Linked DNA regions of Danio rerio: region 2 is linked to region 1. Evidence: chromatin contacts called from public HiChIP or PLAC-seq data. All regions are on one chromosome and are shown on one strand. The core of a region is the stretch at or near the end of the contact, and the rest is flanking DNA. Distances in the headings are between cores, read along the strand shown.

The links. HiChIP or PLAC-seq counts read pairs in DNA pulled down with a chosen protein or histone mark.
Region 2: a contact with region 1 is called in an H3K4me3 HiChIP or PLAC-seq map of embryo, with 3 times the contacts expected there. The contact joins the promoter of ctrb.1 here to the promoter of nfatc3a in region 1. A contact is called at or near these places in 1 of 18 Hi-C or Micro-C datasets (caudal fin) and 2 of 4 datasets of contacts at active chromatin or transcription factors (caudal fin and embryo).

Annotation. Positions count from the first base shown.
Region 1 is chr7:35,031,900-35,037,154 of GRCz12tu, reverse strand. It overlaps nfatc3a (nuclear factor of activated T cells 3a), which reads left to right and starts at 1,716. Exons shown (of 10, transcript XM_685181.11): 1 at 1,716-2,113. The coding sequence starts at 2,023.
Region 2 is chr7:35,182,870-35,188,480 of GRCz12tu, reverse strand. ctrb.1 (chymotrypsinogen B, tandem duplicate 1) reads right to left here and starts at 2,257. Exons shown (of 7, transcript NM_212618.1): 1 at 2,192-2,257; 2 at 1,973-2,076; 3 at 1,818-1,897; 4 at 1,560-1,638; 5 at 257-437; 6 at 1-129. The coding sequence starts at 2,243.

The sequences.
Region 1 (5,255 bases), core at 467-2,966:
AATTCATACTAAAGATGGTTTATTATTTAATTATTTTATACTGTGTTAGCATGCTTACATGTTTGTTAATTTAATCTAAAATTAACTTCAATATTATAAATATAAGGGGCGTCAAGGTGGCGCAGTGGGTAGTACAATCGCCTAACAGCAACTCACAGCAGGTCACTGGTCCGATCCTCGGCTGGGTCAGTTGACATTTCTATGTGGAGTTTGCATGTTCTCCCTGTGTTCACGTGGGTTTCCACCACAAGTTCAAAGACAAGCGGTATAAGTGAATTGGGTAAGCTAAATTGCCCATGATGTATGTGCGTAAATAAGTGTAATGGATGTTTCCCAGTGAAGGGTTACAGCTGGAAGGGCATCCACTGCGTAAAACATATGCTGGATGAGTTGGCGGTTCATTCTGCTGTGGCAACCCCAGATTAATAAAGGGACTAAGCCCAAAACAAAATGAATGAATGATTATAAATATATATTTATTACCCTATGTATATAGGTAACTATTCTGAGTGTTACCAAGTATCCTACACTCTCAGAATTAAAGGTTTGTGAGCTGTCTCTGGTGTGGTACCTTTTCAAAAGGTACAAACTTGTACCTAAAAGGTCCATATGAATACCTCAAAGGTACATATTAGTACCTAAAAAGTTTCCTCTTAAAATTTTAGGTACTAATAAATACTTTTAAGGTACCAATATGAACCCTTTAAGTACAAAAGTGTGCTTTTTGAAAATGACAGCTCGTATACCTTTATTTCTGAGAGTGTAGAGTCCCCCTGAACTGTTTATGGCCCCTAGGTGTCCCAAGATCATTGATTGACACCCCCTGCTTTAGAGCACTTCAATGATTCATCATAGGTTAATGAGCTAAACAAGCACTGCACATGGTTGAGTAATTTGATGAAGAAATATTATTATTAGTATTTTAACTCTGTTTCTTGTGCTATACTTCGTGGAACAACGATTATGTATTCAATTAGAGAGTGTGTTTTCATGCTAGAGAAATGTGCACAAAAATACATGTTTGGGTGAGTGTGATGACGAATTAAAGAAAGTTCAGTATGTTTACTTCAAAGCATTTAACCCTAACTAACCTCATGAGTAAATGGCCAGACACTCAAGCTTTCAGTGAGGCACACAATGTTGATGTACTATTATTTTATTTAACAGTTCATGCGGACTGCTACTGTCATTAAGCAAATAGATACACATTAATATTGTAATGCTAATAATGAAACATAATCTATAAAATTGATGAATGCAAAGCTGTTTATTTCTGTATTTATTAATCTACTTACCATATGGAACAAATGACCCCACAATGTAACGTGTAGTAATAAATAGATACAAAATAAGTTATTTTAATGATCCAATTTAAATTAGTTAAATTAGTTTACTTTAATATTTAAATAAATGTCCAATGCATAATTTATAGCATTATTAATAGCATAGTAAACTACACCGAAACACGTGCTTTCGAAAGCGCACGACTGATTCAACTGTAGTTCTGTCTTCACAGAAACTACAACACCCATAAACCCACTGCGCTTCTGTGTGTGTATGTGTGCATCTGTGTGTGTGTGCGCGCGCGCGAGTGACTGAGTGCGTGTGTGTGCGCGCGCGCGCGCTTGTGTTGTCTGCCGACTTGGCTGACGTCACCGCTGGAACTGCCCTGTCACGCGCTGTTAGTAAAAGTTGGGATAGGAGCTAGAGACGGAGAGCAGCAGCGAAATTACGGACGAACTCGATCAACGGTCGCGCTGACGCACAACCCTCACCCCCCCTTCACGCCACGGGCTAAAAAAAAAAAAAGTTCCGACCGTCGCTGCGAGTTCGCTGAATCCCTGCAGAAGGTCGAGCAGTTTGGATTATTCTGAGGGACAAGCAATAATATTTTCTGCTCGGACTTAGAGAAGTACAGCACGGAGGAAAAGTTTAAAAGTTTTGCCTTCATTATTAGTCAATGTAGTGAGTTTATTAAAGAGTCGGTGTACATAGACGGGTGAGCCCGAGCTGTCAAACCCGATGACTACTGCAAACTGCCCCGGGAATGAAGAGCTGGACTTCAGACTGATCTTCGGGGAGGACGGGCAGCAGCCGCCGCTAGGCCCCGCAGGTCAGTGCCTCTACTTCGGGATACTCTCGCACAGTCTGTCGGTATAGATTAACTCATGAATCTTTCATGGATCGCAAAGGCGAAACACGTTATTAAAAGCAGCAGCAGCGCGCGCCGCTGAAACCACCTCGCTCGCCGGCTTCTCTTCATACCAGCAGCTGCAGTTTTGTTTAGTTTTTGTGCGGTTGTAAATTCAGCCAATGAAAACGAGAAGGGGCAAGTTTAGGCGGCCGAGTCAACTAATGTCTAACCAAGAAGCACCTGGACACCCTGTCCTGAAGACGGTCATAGCGGCTCCAAACCTTGTTAGCTGCCTGCCTTGACAGCCTTTTTGAGCAACATTGGCGCCTTTAAGTGGTTTGAGACAGATCCACCATCAGTCTGACAGCTGCTGCACAGTCGAATGCTATAAAAGTTTCTGTTATCACTCGCCCCTGCCTTCAACTTGAGCACATGGAAAAAGTTTCAAACCAAAAGTTTCCACTAATACTAAACTCAACACTGTTTCGTTTCTCCATTTATTATTTGCGGCGGTACACAGACAGTAGTTACTGTAGCTCTGTCACTTTGCAAGTTACACAGATATAATATCAAATGTATGAATATTCAAATGAGGGAGGTCTTTTCTTAATAGTAGTTTTCACCTGCCCATTTTGGGGTAAATATTATCTAGTAAGAATAAATAGATTTGTTGTGTAGACGTTTATAATTAGTCTATTATTTTTAAAATATACATTACAATGCTATAATTAATTATTGTAAGCATTAAACCTCTCTGCAGAAGTGTTCTTGTCTATGCCATTTACCTCAGCTATGCTTAACTATTTAATTAACTGTTATTACAGCCACAATACAAGCTTTCTGCTGCATAGTAAACACCTGAATAACAACTTTCTTTGAGAGTGATAACTGTATTTTTAACAATACTGACTCATTAAACAGCTCTGCATGTGTACCCACACTAAATGACAGGAGGAGTTTGATGATTTCTAAACACATTTGCAACGTCTGCAGTGCAGATTATCTCCAGTTTGCTACCACCAGACATAGCCTGTGTGTGTGTGTGTTTGTGTAAATTGCCTAATGAAAAAACAGTGTGTGAGAAGCAGCAACCCTATCAGCGTCTGTCAGTGTGCTGGAGTGTGTCGTGAAGGAAAGAGATTTGGCTATAGTGAAAGCAGAATGCCTGTTTGTGGGTGGACCCCTGTGTGTTTTTGCTGAAGTTTTGCATGTTTTTTTTTTTTTTGAAAAAACATTGCATGATCTGTGAATTGCGTGTAGGGATTTCATGCATTACCTACCTAGGCAAAATAGGACTGATGGTTTTGTGTCATTTTAAAAGAATAATCGCTGTGCTTTGCTTATAATGTAAAATACAGCACTATTTAGTTTTGAGCCGTTTTTCAGTGTAATTAATAGATGAGGCTTTGGTACTTTATAAAATGCATGAAAGTTCACTGCTGATGTTGATAGGAAAAAATATATGAAAATTGACAGGGGAAAGTGAGAAATCTAACAAGTTGGGAGGATGTATTTGGACTGAATGTTGGAAATGAAGTGTCCAAGTGGTGTTTAGTCTGCATAATTTGGACACATAAATGCAAGTGTTATGAGAGAATTGTGAATAACAATTGGATATATAGTTTTATCTTATTATTTAAGCTATATGTAGTTCAACTTTATCTTAAATAATTATAGAGTATTAAGGGAAAAAAGAAAATAAACTGACATGTTATATGTAGAAAATATGTATTTTTTTACCGAGTTTTCTTATGACTCATTGTTTTGAAACATAAGACTATATGCAGAAAAAATGCATTGGTTAAATCTGAAAAATACTAACTCTTTTATGATGTTGTTTTAATTTAACAGACTTTCTGAAAGGTAAATAGAAGCAAATTAGTTGTTAAACAGGTTTTATCCTGAGTTTTGCGGCTGTCCGTTCATGCATGTCGAAAAGTCATCAGGATTTCAATGCGGCTGAAGGGCAGGGCTGTTGATACTATACACACTCATCAGTGTTTTCTGTGCCTCTGGCTGTTTTTAGACAAAAGATAACTGATCAGCTTTTGTCTTGTGTTTGTTAATAAAGCTGAGACCGTTTAATTTTGATTGGCACTGTCTTTTCAGAATGTCAAAATATCACAAGATCCTATTTAATTTGAATAACTCTGTGTTTGTTTGTATGTGTATTTATGTTACATTATTTTATTATCTCATTTAATGATCAAAAATGCAGCTTTTATCTATTTAAAAGGGAACTTTCATGACTTTATGTTGATTATTGTACACATTCGGAGCAGCTATTGGTTTAGTTCATACTAATTAAATGTTTATGAATTGTAGCATGCATGCACCTTTTCAAGAGTAATTACAGTAATTTTTCTAAAATGTTGTTCATAGAAAAAAATAAACTTTATTATGGTTAAAAAGTTCAAAAAATGATTCAAGTAAAAAAATACTAATAAGACTGATTCAACAGCAGTGTGAAAAGGTGTGTGTGCACGTCTCACACAGAATTATCAAAGCACGAGTCTGTAACACCTCATTTATTATTTGTTTGATTCTACACTGAGAAAAGTCAGTGTACAACATAATAAGCAACTAATTTGGATCTCATAGTACCTTAATTCTGATTATATCTGCAACCCTGTTACTGAGTAAGTTTTACTCACTCACTTTCAGATTATTTCCTTCTTTTTGAAAAAAGACATGACCATAATGCAAAAGTAAGTTGAAGATGTTTGGAAGGTGGCAAAATCCTCTTTACACTGAATTGTGTAAATGTGGATGGTAGTTTATGTTTTAATGATCCATGACACCAGTGAAATTCATAACTACACTCTATAAAGCTCTGTTAGGTTTCAGTGTTGTTTAGTCCAGAGTGAAATCTGACAGAAGGACTGTCTGCTCGTTTGGTTAATCTGTGAATATTTGCATTGTGTCTATCGTCACCTTAAATGACCCACCACAGATGAACGTGAGCACATGTGAGGCAGCTTTCAAATGTAACATTTTCTGTGCATTTTCTCTCACAGAGTGACAATAGTTTTGGGAGCAGAATATTAGAAACTGTAAACATGTACTTGAAAAAACACAATTTGTTATTTACCTAATTTATTTATTTGCATTTTTAATCAAT
Region 2 (5,611 bases), core at 1,008-3,507, 150 kb before region 1:
AAGAAGAGACACCAGAAGCTCCAGCGCAGATCATCAGATCAGTGATGTTGGTTCCCCAGTAACGCTTGCAGTCATCATTGGTCAGCAGAGGCAGAGCGGCCTGCTGGAGCAGGGCAGGAGTATCGGGAGCTGAAGGACAGATTGGCAGCATTTTAAAAGCTTTCCCCACACACACACACACACACACACACACACACACACACAGAAGACATTTCAGGATAGAGATCGAGCCTTCTTTATATCCAATAATACTTGCCATTGTATCTGGTCAGGCCCCATCCAGAGGTCACACACTTCATGCCACCAGGGAAGTTGTCGTTGGTCTCGGCGAGACACACAGGAGACACGTGAGTGTTGATCTTAGCAGGAGTGGCCAGCTTGATCAGCAGGATGTCATTGTTGATGGTGAAGCTGTTGTAGTTAGGATGCTTGATGGACTGTTGGGAAAAAGGTGCAGACACATTGGCGTTCAGATTTTTAAGTATCAATCTTTGAGAATGCTCTTCTCACTTTCTATCAAAATCCCACACATAGTTCAGGGTATGTTCATGCTTTTTACATTATTAAAATAAACACTCTTTACTGGCATAAGTGCTTCCAGGAAGAATCTTTAACATTCATGCAAACTTTCTATACCTCAAAAGATTCTTTAGATAGGAAAAGGATTATTTAGATCATTAAAATGCATCTATACTGAAAAATTAATGGTTCCTTTAAGAACTGCTGACTGAAAGGCTCTTCATAAAAATGATTTATCTATGGAATCACTGCAATTTTCTGTTTCTTTATTTCTTTATTTTTTAGAGTGCAACTAAGAATATGTCCTGCCACTGCTATATATTCAGTAAAAAGTAGATGTATACCTAATGAATGTGAGTGTGTCATCTTTATTGTGATACATGATCCACAATGTCATGGTAAGAAACAAACTAATGTGTCCTGTGAGACAGTTCTACTTACTGATGCAGTTAGATGAATTATTGAACCTGGCCACACACTTAAAAATTTAAAGGCTACATTTTGGCCCATTTTGCTCCACCAAGTGATCGGTCGCTGGTCTGGTTCTACACTTGTCACAAAAGGCTTGTTGTCCATAAAATCTTCAATTGAGTTACTGTTGTATTATATATTTTATGTACTGCTCCTGATAAAGTCAAAGCAATCATAATTATCAAAAAATCCTGTCTACTAAATGTGATGAGAATTATAAAAGGTCAGTTGAATCAATTTTTTCTATCTATAATTGTCATGTTGGCATTATAGGAGCCAAGCACTAAATTTGTTTTACTATTTATTTTAAATGTTGTATTTCTTTTTTGTTTGTTTGTTTTTTATTTTTCTTCTTAAATGGGAATATATGGCAGCCTCAGAAAAACTACACAGCTACAAATTAATAATTTTAAAGTTACTGAAAAAAACATTTAAGTTAAACATACTCTACATTTTTTGTAACCAACAACAAAATATTGCTGTGAATTAAAATCCTGTAGAAATACATGATTCTGTAGAATTCTGCAGGAAGAGACTCAATATAATAACAGATTTTAGACTGTACGCACCTTTCCAACGGCAATGGTCTGAATAGCCTCAGCATTGGATGAACGATCATGCTCGCCAAGGATAACGCGGTGAGAGGTTCTGTAAAAAGAATACATGATATAATGTAAATTGCATAGCCCAAAACTTTTAGCAGCACTATAGGCTGTATATAACAAGATATTAAATTTAAAACCACAAAATAATTCAAACTCACATGCATTCCCAAGTTTTCCCAATACATTGTTAGGTTCTAAGTTTATGTTGTAATGCTGTCTTACCTAACGTTGCAATGAGCAGCAGTCACAACCCAATTCTCATTGATCAGGGAGCCTCCGCAAAAGTGGAAGCCAGTGGAGTCCTGAAATAAATAAATGATAATGTGCTAAACTGATAAACGATTTTAAATCAACTGTTGCCAATATTCCGCTTTTACCTGCAGAGACACCTGCCAAGGCCAGGAATGAGGACGAGCCTCCTCACCATTCACAATCCTGGCGTAGCCGGTAACAACTGGAGGGATGGCAGGAACGCCACAGCCTGACAGAGCAAAAAATGACAGAAAAGCAATTTAAAAGATTTTTACATCCCTAGAACTGTTTTCTAAAGGTTGGCCTAGCTTAAAAGCTAGCATAAAAGTAACAGAGGATCATACCATAGGCTGCACCAAAGAAGGCGAGGCAGGAGAGGATCCACAGGAAGGCCATTGCTGCAGTTGAATGTTGTTCACTTCTCTGTGGGCTTTATATATTCAGTCCTCTGGACATCTTATCTCGCCGCTGTGGGACATTGTGCACCTTTCAAGCATTTTTTTTTTTTTTTTTTCCTCACCTGATAATACCCCTCCTTCTGGGGGCTTTAAATCTGCTATAGTCTTTCATCAATCAAATAGAGTTACATCTATGCATTTGACCACAACTTAAACTGTAAGCCGACATTTTTAGTTTATGCGTTTCTTGTTAGTCAAATCCACAACCATGGTATTTCTAGACTTTTCTCTAGTGTTAGGGCATCAGTAATACCTATATAAAGTTGGAGTCAGAATTATTAGTCCCCCTTTGAATTTTTTTTCCTTTTTTAAATATTTCTCAAATTATGTTTAACAGAGCAAGGAAATTTTCACAGTATGTCTGATAATATGTTTTTCTTTTAGTCATATTTGTTTTAAACCATTTTCAAAATTATTAGCCTTTTTAAGCAATATATATTTTTCGATTGTCTACAGATCAAAGCATTGTTATACAATAATGTGCCTAATTACCTTAACCTGCCTGGTTAACCTAATTAACCTAGTTAAGCCTTTAAATGTCACTTTAAGCTGTATAGAAGTGTCTTGAAAAATATCTAAATATCAAATATCAAATATTGTTTTCTGTCATCAGAGCAAAGATAAAATAAATCAGTTATTAAATATGAGTTATTAAAACTATTATGTTCAGAAATGTGTGGGGGGAAAAAAACTTCCCTAAGTTGAACAGAAATTGGGGAAAAAATAAACAGGGGGCTAATAATTATGACTTTAACCTATATGGCATTTGGGACAAAGGGACAGTTCAAAATAAGTTTAATTCTGTCATTATTTACTCTGCCTTTACTTGTTTCAAACCCATTACCATTGATTTCCTTGGTATTTGTTTTTCCTAATATGGAAGTCAATGGTAACTGGTTTATGCATTTCTTCAAAATATCTTTTTTGTTTGTTCATCAGAAAATGGAAACTCTAAAAGGTTTCAATGCACTTGAGGTAGAGTAAATGGTGATGTCATTTTCATTTTGTGCGAACTATATCTTTAATTCACTCAAATAGCTAAAATTGATCTAATACTGTGTTCAGTACATCAAACAAAGCTTTCCTAAGGTAAACTATAGGAAGAGTGGAAACCTTCATGTTACATGAATGATTACTGTTAATTAAATCTGTTTGGTGGAAATGGCTGTATTTCATGTTGCACAATATCTCTGTTAAATAGCTTTTGCAAGAAAAAAAGCCTCTTTGTACGATTAATCATTTCATATGTTTTCATCAGTTACGTGAGCTTATAGATTTCAGCTCTCTCCTAATATGTCTTGTGTAACATGCATTTTACAAAACGTGCTGAATGGAACAACCCTGACCTGATTGGCTGTATATTTTCATCCATAATGATAAAGCTGTTTTCCTAGTTTCAAGGCCTTTGTGTCACATCTGCGCGGATTCCCAGCTCAAGCAAATCTCTTCATGTAGGCTTTCTGCTTTTTTTTTTTTTTTTTTGTGCAGCATCATGTACAGTAAATTAAATGTGTGTAAACTACCAGTCACTGTTTGGGATAATAGAGATTTCTTAGTTGAGTACTGTATATTGTAAGGCAGAGCAACTCAGCATTTTTTTAAAATTATACAGGAAAAAATAACTATCGTGTGAAATATTATTACAGTTAATAAAAAAATAGACTGTAAAAGAAATCTGTTATTTAAAGTTTTTTTTTTTTTTTTCAGGCAGCTGGGGTGCTGGAAAAAAAGTAAAATAACTGTTATTAAATTACAGACATTTACCATAAAATAACAGACAGTAAATTACAGAAGTTAACTTAAATTTTAATTTCCAGTAAATTTCTGTAATTTACTGTCTGTTATTTTATGGTAAATAGCTGTAATTTAACAGCCGTTATTTTACTTCTTTTCCCAGCACCCCAGCTGTCGGAAAAAAGTAAAAACTCTTTACAGTGTATCCTATTTCCATATATTCTAAAATGTCGTTGATTAATCTGATGACAAAGCTTAATTCTCATCAGTCTTTGTGAAATTCCATTCTAACATTTACTGTATTCTAAAGGGTCACACTTTATAATAATGTTTCATTAGCTGATGTGAGTTAATGTATTTACTAAAATGAACTAAGGATGAATAATACTTAATCGTGGTTCAGTATTTACTAATTATTATAATCCAAAGGCATGCTTGTTCACATTATTAGCTAATACACATTGAGTTAACATGTAATAATAATGAACTTTATTTCCATGAACTGACATGACCAAAAATGAATAACTTTAATAAAGATATTGTTTATTATGTTAGTAAATTAACATTAACTAATGCAAGCTTATAGTAAATTGTTACCATTATAAAACAATTGTGAAGATTTGTTTTACTTTTTAATACTAAAAGAACACAAACACACAACCCTTTATTTACTGAATCAGAAAAAAAACTCATTGAGCACAAATGTGTTCAGCATTGAGAATAAAAAAATATCTACTCATCCAATTTTTGTCAAGATGGGTTTTTAACAGCAAGGAAAAAACTCTAGACATCTACTGTGTTTGTATATCCCAACAACATATAATTGTCTGTATTTTTGGATTAAATAAATGCATTTAATTGTATACTGGTGTGTTTTATAACATTGCCAAACTTCTAATATTATGACATTTAATTCAGAGACAAGCAACTGAGCTTGGTAGACCATGTTTTATTCATAAGTCATTTGCATTCATTTTCAGATTTATATTTATTCATGTGGTGCTCATCCAAACAGGATGAATAGCATGGAATGGCAAATACAGAAACCTTAGTGATTTACTCCAGGGAAGCGGGCAATATGCTAAGAAAGCATGGGCTGAATTGAAGAACAGACAGACAGTGGGAACTATTAATTCAATGTTTTTAATGATATTTAAAAAGTTTATATTGCATGGCTGTCTAGAATACTTGAATCTGATTGGTCAGTCATGTCAAGGCATGTTATGTAAGCCATAAAAGTATACATCCAGGCAGATGTTATTAGAGAATAAAGAACGATAGGCTTATATAAGATTGAAGAGCTTTATTCTGTAAAAACAACTGCCTTCATGTAGTTTATAGTGTTTATAACATGGTTACATGCCACAAAACTAAATGATTGGACAGAAAACGTTGTTCTGATCCACACAATTGATTTGTGCTTGGATAACAAAAGGAATTAAGTTAGTTTTTTACAAATTAAGTAGAATTAGGAATGGAACAGAATAAAAAAAATGAAGTTGACCTCCAAAAAACCCAAGAATTGTGTTGTTTCAGCTCATTTAAATTAAAACAGCTAACATATTTTTTTAG